3 separate regions of the Sus scrofa genome follow, and regions 1 and 3 are each linked to region 2. Evidence: chromatin contacts called from public Hi-C data. All regions are on one chromosome and are shown on one strand. Each heading gives the region's core, a stretch centred on a gene start, on an enhancer-like site or on the middle of the called end of the contact. The rest is flanking DNA. Distances are from core to core; before and after follow the strand shown.

Region 1 (2,746 bases), core at 212-2,711, 120 kb after region 2:
TGGAGCCCAAGGGCATCATGCTAAGTGAAATGTCAAACAGAGAAAGACAAATAACACATGATCTCTCTTTCTGTAGAATATAATAATAAATAGCTCTTGGACACAGTGAAGAGACTGGTTGTTGCCAGAGGCAGGGGGTGGGCATGGAGTGAGGGGAGAAATGGGTGAATTGCTTTTGGTTTTAATTTTTAGTTCAAATAAATTGAATAATTGAGAAAAAAAGAGAAAAAAGGGAATAGTGTTTCTTTTTGAGATGAAAATATTCTGTAATTTCTGGCAATAGTTACATAATTTTGTGATGATATTAAAAACCATTGAATCTTATGCTTTAAATGGGGCAGTTTTATGATGTATTAATTTTATCTCAAAATAAACTTGAATTTAAAAAGAAGTGTATCTCAGGAGTTCCCGTTGTGGTTCAGTGGGTTAAGAACGCAACATAGCCTTCATGAAGATGGGGTTCGATCCCTGGCCCCACTCAGTGGGTTAAGGTCCAGCGTTGCTGCAAGCTGCAGCATAGGTTGCAGATGCAGCTCAGATCTGGCATTGCAGTGGTTGTGATGTAGGCTGGCAGCTGCAGCTCCAATTCAACCCCTAGCCCGGGAACTTCCATATGCCACAAGTATGGCCATAAAGAGAAAAAAAAAAAGAAAAGAAAGAGAAAATTTTAAAAAGTATATCTCAGAAAAGAATTGTGGGTATGGCTATTGGCTTGTGAAATTGACTGGCATCAAATGAGACTATGACTAAATTTTCAGAAGGTTGAACATGCTTAAGGGACCACTAGCCTAGAAAAGAAAAATTGTCTGCTTAGGCCCCAACTTCTATGAGTAGAGAGTGGGCAAGAGAAACTGCCCAACACCTAAGGAAAGTATATTCACTAATTTCTACTTTTGAGAAGGTAACTATGATAAAAGGAGGACTCTTACTGAGGTTTCATTCAAGGACTACGAAGGCAAGTGGATCGAAGGGTCCCACATGGGGCACAGAATTGGAGCCTAATTAAATAATTTATCCCATCCCAGGGTAAGTTGGCCAAGCAGGACTTTAGAATGGCTACAGACCTGGACTTCCAGGAGTATTTAGTGCATTTATCCTGCCTCTGATCCCCAGGAAGAATATATTGAGGGCTGATAACATCTTTTTAGTTTATAGGACTTGGAGCAAAAAGAATCGCATCCAGAGCTAAGGAGACATAATGGGACATCAGCCCCAGTGAAGAGTCTACTATACATCTTCCCAAAGTCCTGGACTTGAAGCTGGATGGCTCCAGTGAGACTTTTGGCCTGTCTACCTCAGGATCACCTGAGCGATTCCCCTCAGTGTGGTACCTGGCATGCGGTAAGCACTAACGGATGGCAGTTTACATTTTATTACGAAAGATGTCACCTAGGTGTAGGCAGGTAAAGGAACTTGCTAGAGATGAAAGAGCTAGCAATGGCAAATCAGATCTTGAACCTAACTCTGCACAAATACAAAGTCATGCTTTTTCCCTAGACCAGGAGAGCTTTCCGTAAACAGCGTGGCATAGTGACAAGAAGTCTGAAGCAATTCCTGGCATTGTTGATTATTAACTTTTCTTCAATAAATATTGCATTAAAGTCTGTGATGGTGGTTTTTTTTTTTCTTTTGTCTTTTCCTGCACCACGGCATGTGGAAGTTCCTGGGCCTGGGATCAAACCCATGCCATAGCAGCATCCCAAGCCACAGCCACACCACCAGATCCCTAATCCACTGAGTCATGGGGGAACTCCGGTAGTAACACCTGTGGTTGCCTTTTAAGTTTATTACTTCTTGCATGTTGTGTGTGTGGTGTGTGTGTGTGTGTGTGTGTGTGTGTGTGTTTGAGAAGAAAGAGTCCTTGTTTCATTAGCCTCTCCCCCACAAGCAAGAAGGAATGTTCTCCTGCTTGCTTCATTGCCTCCAACAGAGGCAGTAAGTACTAGCCATTTCTTTTTGGAGCAGTTTATGAGAGAAGAATGTTTTCAAATTTATGAGGCTCTCATGCATTTTGAGAAGAGATTTTCATATTTCACATAGTTCCTTCTTTGTGTCTTGCTATTTTAGGGATCAGTTTAAAAATACAACTCCACTCTCCGGAGCAGAAGGGTTGTGAACCATGAGTTCCACATCTCTTGAGACTTTGAGTCACTTTAATGGTGAAATACAAAGGAAATTAAAAAGAAACATAGCTTCGTTTTGGCTTGGAACTTAGGTGACTCCATGATAGGTTAAAATAGATTGGAGATACTGGAAGAAAACACATATTTGGCAAAACTTAAAGGGTGCTTTTCCCCCCTCAGGAAAAATAAACTGTTGCTTGCCAGAAGAGTGTCCCTAACGTAGGCATCATCAAGATATTTGGTTCCTTTTAGTACCTATTTAGACCAGGTATCTCGATTTTTAAAACTATAGTAATGTGTGGTTTTGCCACATTTTCAGTGAGCATATTTGGAAGTTCAAAGTTCAATACACGTAGGGCCTAGGCATAATTCCCCAACTCTCTGAGAAACAGATGATTCAGTACCTTGGTTTATGATCACTTGTCCTTTCAAAAAGATAGACCTTCAGAACTAGAGCGCGCCAAAGGTCCACAGGTTTTAAAGGTTTCTTACCCTGCCCACTTAGAAGGACCACACCTTCAGCACCCTGAAGGCACTTCTTGGCGAGGACATCACTGTTGAGGGGGGCAGGAAATGGATTATTTGACATGGTCTCTTGTCCACATGGATTTCTTCACCGGCTC
Region 2 (2,700 bases), core at 56-2,555:
TCTTTGGGCCGCTCCCGTGGCATATGGAGGTTCCCAGGCTAGGGGTCTAATCGGAGCTGTAGCCACCGGCCTACGCCAGAGCCACAGCAACTCGGGATCCGAGCCGCGTCTGCAACCTACCCATAGCTCACGGCAACGCCGGATCGTTAACCCACTGAGCAAGGGCAGGGACCGAACCCGCAACCTCATGGTTCCTAGTCGGATTCGTTAACCACTGCGCCACAACGGGAACTCCCCCTCTCCTCTTTGATAACCATAAGTTTGTTTTCTATGTCTGTGAGTCCATTTCTGCTTTGTAGATAGGTGTATCTGCATCATTTTTTAGATTCCGCATGTAAGTGATTTCATATGATATTTGTCTTTCTCTGACTAACTTTTATGGTAATCTCTAAGTCCATCTATGTGGCTGCAGATGGCACAGTTTCATTCTTTTTTATGACTGAATAAATATTCTTTTAAATAAAAGATGTATTTGTGCAGATATAATCACTCACAGAGCATTTCCGGCTGTTGTTTCAGTCTCAAATCTGAATGACCTCGGGGTCAATAAAAGGGTAACATTTAACCATTGAGTGAGAGTGTTCTCATTTAAGCTGATGGTTTTAAACCTCGGCTTGCTGAAAATACAGGAAAGATGAAGTATGAAGAATATGTACATCTAGGCGCGCCTGTTTCTTTGGTGTCTTATGTGTGTAACTAAGAAGCAGGAACTCAGATGAGTGAATTGCAGTCTTGATGGCATGCTTTGAGAAAACCAAAACGGCATTTCTCTTTTGTCAGGACCACACGTAGGCAAATTAATTGCCCAATTAAGGAAAGGTTGATTGAAGGTGAGGAAGGTTGCACTGTTCCTGACCTTATTGCTCAAGAAGTTTGTTTAACAGGCTTCATGGTAGCAGGCGGGGCTGGGGGGCAAGGGACTGACTCTAGGTATTACTGGGCAGCTGCCAAAGACAGCTAATACAATAAAATAGCTCAAGTGCCTAATGCCATGAGGTACAAGACGGACGTGTTGGGGCTCATGGTTTTAGTACAGCAAACTAATTACCATATACGTAATTTCTAGTTTTATGTCAGGGACCGTTTATGCAGCATCTAGTGCTTTTCCAGATTATCTCACCCTGGAATCTGCACATTAATAGAGGTGATATTTTATTACAAAAAAAGATTGAATCTGACGATGATCTCAGACACTGGAGGAAACAGCTGTCCCACTGTACATGTGATTTTTCATCCTTCTTAGGAACTGGTCTTCTTCCACTTCCTCTGCCATTCATTTCTACCCATGAGCTTTGGCCCTGCTGACCCTGCTTACGTGGCTCAGCCGCCCACAGCTCTGACGTCATGGCAAAACATTCTATGCCCTCTGCCAGGAGCCTGTGCCAAGGGCACACTTCCCTGGTGAGAATCCACCCTGCTTTGACTCTTGAGGGCAGCAGTCTCTGCCAACTGCTACTCTTGTGAAAAGAACTCCTTTTTAGAGCACGTAGTTTGCTTGGCTTTTCTACAGTGATCTAGTCACAAACTCTCTGTGACAGCTCCACCTTGAGTACCCCCTTTGGGGATTCAGAAGAGCGAGGGTTGCATTTGGATTCGAACTACAACATTCTTTGAGCTTTTATACTGGCCTCCAGTCTGGTATAAACAGTGATTTTGTGCTGGCTGAGTAGGGTTTTCTCACCTGTTTTGGCTGCAAACTCAGGGGAAACATGGACTCTGGGCCCACAAGCAAGATCACCATCATGACAGTTGGTAACCAGGATTCTGGGCTTACTTGCAAAGCCATTTATCATGTGCTGAACGGTTTCTTCCTCACAATCATTCTATGAGATGGCTATGATTATTCCCATTTTGTGGTCAAGGAAACTGAGACTGAGCAAGATTAACCTACTCAAAGTCACTTGTATATGGTAGAGGCAGGATTCCAACCAAGTTAGTTTGAGTCCAAAGCCACGTTCATACCTCCTCATACGTTCTCCTAGACAAGCCATTTGTCCTTGGGTCATGCGGGGAATCCTGGAAGATCAGGTATCGCATGTGCTCACACACATAGTCCAGCTTTACTCCCGATCAGATGTGGGATTAGTGCTTGTGGAGCTCACTGAGAGGTGTCTCTGCTCTGCTTAGGGTGCCACGTCTCTCCAATAGACAGCCCTCTCTTGATGTCTCACCTGTGATGGGTGGCACTAATGAGGAGTCTTCATCAGGCTAATTGCCCACTGCAAGAAAGGATATTGCCTCTACCCCATCCACCTAAGGACCACTCTCCAAAAGGGAGGTCAAGACATTTCCCTAAAGGGCAGGGCCTGCTGGATGCCTTTTTGGACGGAGTGGAAGACATGTTTCCCATCTCAGTCTCATCTTATGTGGGAGTCTGATTTAAGGCTTTGCTTGCAGGCAGTGCTGTAGTTCTGGTGTGTGGGTGAAACTGCCTTAAGAGGACAGCTTCCTTTGTCCATGGATGCTTCCCTTCACCCACTTGATATATAAGATGGAATCTCTTTTCCAGATTCCTCTCTATAGTAAGTAAGGTTCTAGTCTAGATATAATTAATTAATTAATTAATTTTTAAGAAAAAGTTCTAAGTCAATAGACTTTTTATTGTATCTTAAAACATCTCAAATGAGTCTGAAGAATCATCTGGCATTTTGCTGTTTCCGTAACTGGACAACTCAGATCTTACTCATCAGCCTGCTGAAC
Region 3 (2,750 bases), core at 181-2,680, 67 kb after region 2:
AGCTTTAAACTACAGGTTATATTTTTAGGTGATTTTTCTGTTTTGTCCTTTTGTCTTTTTTAGGGCCACCCTCATGGCACATGGAAGTTCCTGGGCTAAAGGTTGAATGGGAGCTACAGCTGCCAGCCTAAGTCACGGCCACAGCACCGCAGGATCCAAGCCGCGTCTGCAACCTACACCACAGCTCATGACAATGCCGGATCCTTAACCCACTGAGCAAGGCCAGGGATCGAACCCAGGTCCTCATGGACACTAGTCGGGTTCTTAACACACTAATCCACAGCGGGAACTCCCTCTGATGCTTTTTTGAATGAAGCTATATTTCACAGTAAGCCATTTTTTAGTGAAAGATATATATCCTCAACGCCAGCTGTCTTTATCTACCTTTTTTATCTTTCATCCAAGGGGTTTGGCTTCTACCTGGTGTGACTTCTTCAGGCTAACATTATTTCACCATGTTAAACCAAAGCCAGGCAATATCCGTGCTGTCTTCCCCAGAGGCCACCCCCTAGGAGGGGCAGCACAACCTGAGGTTTATTTCTTGCAGCCTCTGCCTTTGCCTAGGACCAGTCCAGTGACCGTCAGAGATGAAAAGGATGCGAAGAAAACCTTGGTCTTCTGAAACCCAGAGCCTGGAGCAACCAGACCAGCTAACACCAGAAGAAGGAACATCAGGCCATGCAAAACTGAGATGAGATAAGGAAGCCAGAGAAGAAGAAAAAAAAAAAAAAAAAAAAAAAAAGCAAAAAAGCCATTATTGGGTGGAATTAGCCAGAGGAAACTTGAAGCAGAGGCCTGAGACTCAGCATTGCAGGGTCTGGGCAGGAGATGACATAATGAAAGCAATGTCTTTGGAGGCCCGTATGGCCTTGGCTCTGCTCTGGCCCTGACCATTGTACCTCTTCCCACAGAACGGAGGTTCCCAGATCTGGCTGGCGAGAGACAAGAGAGAACAGCCTTCCCTTTCACACCGGCAGCCCAAGGAAAGGAGGGTGCTGGGTTTTCCAAAGTGAAACTGACTCAGATTTAGTGTTGCTGTTAAATAAAAGACTGTCTGTCATCAGGTTAATTTTAAGACACCAACTCAAGTCTACCACCTCTTTATCCAGAAGCCTCCCTGCTTGCCTACCTCGTGGTAGGGAAATGCTTTCCAAAGAGAATTTCCATTATTTTTAAATGAAGGGGAAAGCCTGAACGTTTTCAAATAAACTAAACCAAACACCAATAAACCTCCTGCTATGGCAGATCTAAGTTCCCAGCCTGCCAGCACTCCCCAGACTTGGTGGCAGAGAAGTGGTAGAGGAGTGGCACCAGATCCGAGTACCACGGGGTCCCGGGGGCACCCAGCCGGCTCCAACACTGCCACGGGAGGGGGGAGGAGGAGGCCCTGCAAGATTGCCGGCTCTCTGCTGCAGCACGTCTGCAGGAGGAGAATAATGCAGGTGACCGACAAGCCACTGCAGTGAGTAATCCCTGAAAAGAATGGGAATATACACGGTGTCAAGTGCTTCCCCCTTCTGCCTCTTCTTTCCCCTTTCTGCAGCAAGGCTTCATAGGTTTTCCCCCAAAATCTTCACTGCCTCTCTCACTGAAAAAGTTTCCAAGACAAATTGCCCACCCTTCAATTTCCAGGTACGGCTGAATTTGATTTTTGCCTGTTTCAACCTAAGCTCCCTGGGCTCTTCCAAACGGTCTTTCCAAGAGGAGGTGAGGTCAAGTTAAGACCAGGGTATTCTGCGAAGAGAAGCTGAAAAACAAGTACCACTGGGAATCCACTCTCCCCTCCTCTCAGCCAAGGCCTTTCTGCCTGCTCACAGACCTCGTCCTCATGGCTCTGCCGATACTCTGATTTTTTAAACTGAGTTTTCTGACTCTGACGCACTGATGATTTTTCTGTAGCACAGACTGTGTCGCTAAGCTCATCCTGCATCCAGAGTGATGGAGTCCTGCTCTCACTCCCTTTGGTCATTCTTCTACGTACCTGCCCGGGCGTCAGCAACTCAGAGAAAACCTCTATAAACCCCATGTGCATCGTCCATTGAGGAACTAGGGAGGAGCTGGGCTGTAGGGAAATCTAGCTTAGTAAGAACGAAATATTCAAAGAAACCTCTGAATTCTCCTTAGGGTGTTTCAAACTTTTTCTTCTCTTTCGCCTTTCAATCTTTTCTTTGCATTTCTGCAAACTTTTCTTGTTTTAAAGCAAAATAAACTAACCTTTTTATTACTGGAAAAGTCCACTTAAAATAACTAGGTCAGCTTATCACAAGTTTCTGTTATCTCACCAATGAAAAAACGCAACTGCGTGTTCAAAAGCACTGAACTCTGGCAAAGACTTCTTTATTGACTTAAAAATTGGCTATTGGAGGTGGTGCCTTTGACGTGTGGTCTCAGGATGATAAAAGGATTATTTAAAAAGCGTTTTCACTAGGTCAGTCTGTACCCATAAAGCAGAATTCAATCAACTCTTAAAGGAGCCAATTGTTCTGCACACAAACAAAACAAAACAAAACAAAAATCTACGGTGGCTATTGTGCTGACCTTCAATAAACAAAGCCTTCAAAAGGATGTAGGCGTTATGCTGAGGTAGTGTGAAGGGAGGCAAGCAATATAGAGCAGTTATTTAAAACCAAAAATAAATCGACAACAACAATCCAGTTAAGGATGGGTTGTACAAGGAAAGATAATCTTCCTATTTTAATCTCTACCAATCAGGTTCTTACTAGATTACTGTGCTTCACTTGAGGATGTAT

What was found. Hi-C and Micro-C count contacts between places; a contact is called where the count stands out from the background.
Region 1: a Hi-C map of liver shows a contact between it and region 2, with 4 times the contacts expected there. The contact joins two enhancer-like sites. A contact is called at or near these places in 1 of 5 promoter capture datasets (liver), 24 of 47 Hi-C or Micro-C datasets (adipocytes, alveolar macrophages, blood and 13 more) and 1 of 2 datasets of contacts at active chromatin or transcription factors (skeletal muscle).
Region 3: a contact with region 2 is called in a Hi-C map of liver, with 7 times the contacts expected there. The contact joins two enhancer-like sites. A contact is called at or near these places in 1 of 5 promoter capture datasets (liver), 4 of 47 Hi-C or Micro-C datasets (fibroblasts and liver) and 1 of 2 datasets of contacts at active chromatin or transcription factors (skeletal muscle).

The regions. Positions count from the first base shown.
Region 1 is chr5:77,107,455-77,110,200 of Sscrofa11.1, forward strand. No RefSeq gene overlaps it. Among named protein-coding and RNA genes, the nearest start is that of SLC38A2, 17 kb to the right of the region's middle. Within about 2 kb of position 1,462, at least 3 of the 83 cell types and tissues checked have an H3K27ac peak or open chromatin away from gene starts, as enhancers often do. A contact at or near this core is called in liver, where this site is marked.
Region 2 is chr5:76,984,291-76,986,990 of Sscrofa11.1, forward strand. All of the region lies in intron 2 of LOC106510388 (a long non-coding RNA gene), which reads left to right. It also overlaps the pseudogene LOC110260813. Among named protein-coding and RNA genes, the nearest start is that of SLC38A1, 91 kb to the right of the region's middle. Within about 2 kb of position 1,306, at least 25 of the 83 cell types and tissues checked have an H3K27ac peak or open chromatin away from gene starts, as enhancers often do. A contact at or near this core is called in liver, where this site is marked.
Region 3 is chr5:77,050,846-77,053,595 of Sscrofa11.1, forward strand. The region is part of intron 3 of SLC38A1 (sodium-coupled neutral amino acid transporter 1); the gene reads right to left. Among named protein-coding and RNA genes, the nearest start is that of SLC38A1, 25 kb to the right of the region's middle. Within about 2 kb of position 1,431, at least 16 of the 83 cell types and tissues checked have an H3K27ac peak or open chromatin away from gene starts, as enhancers often do. A contact at or near this core is called in liver, where this site is marked.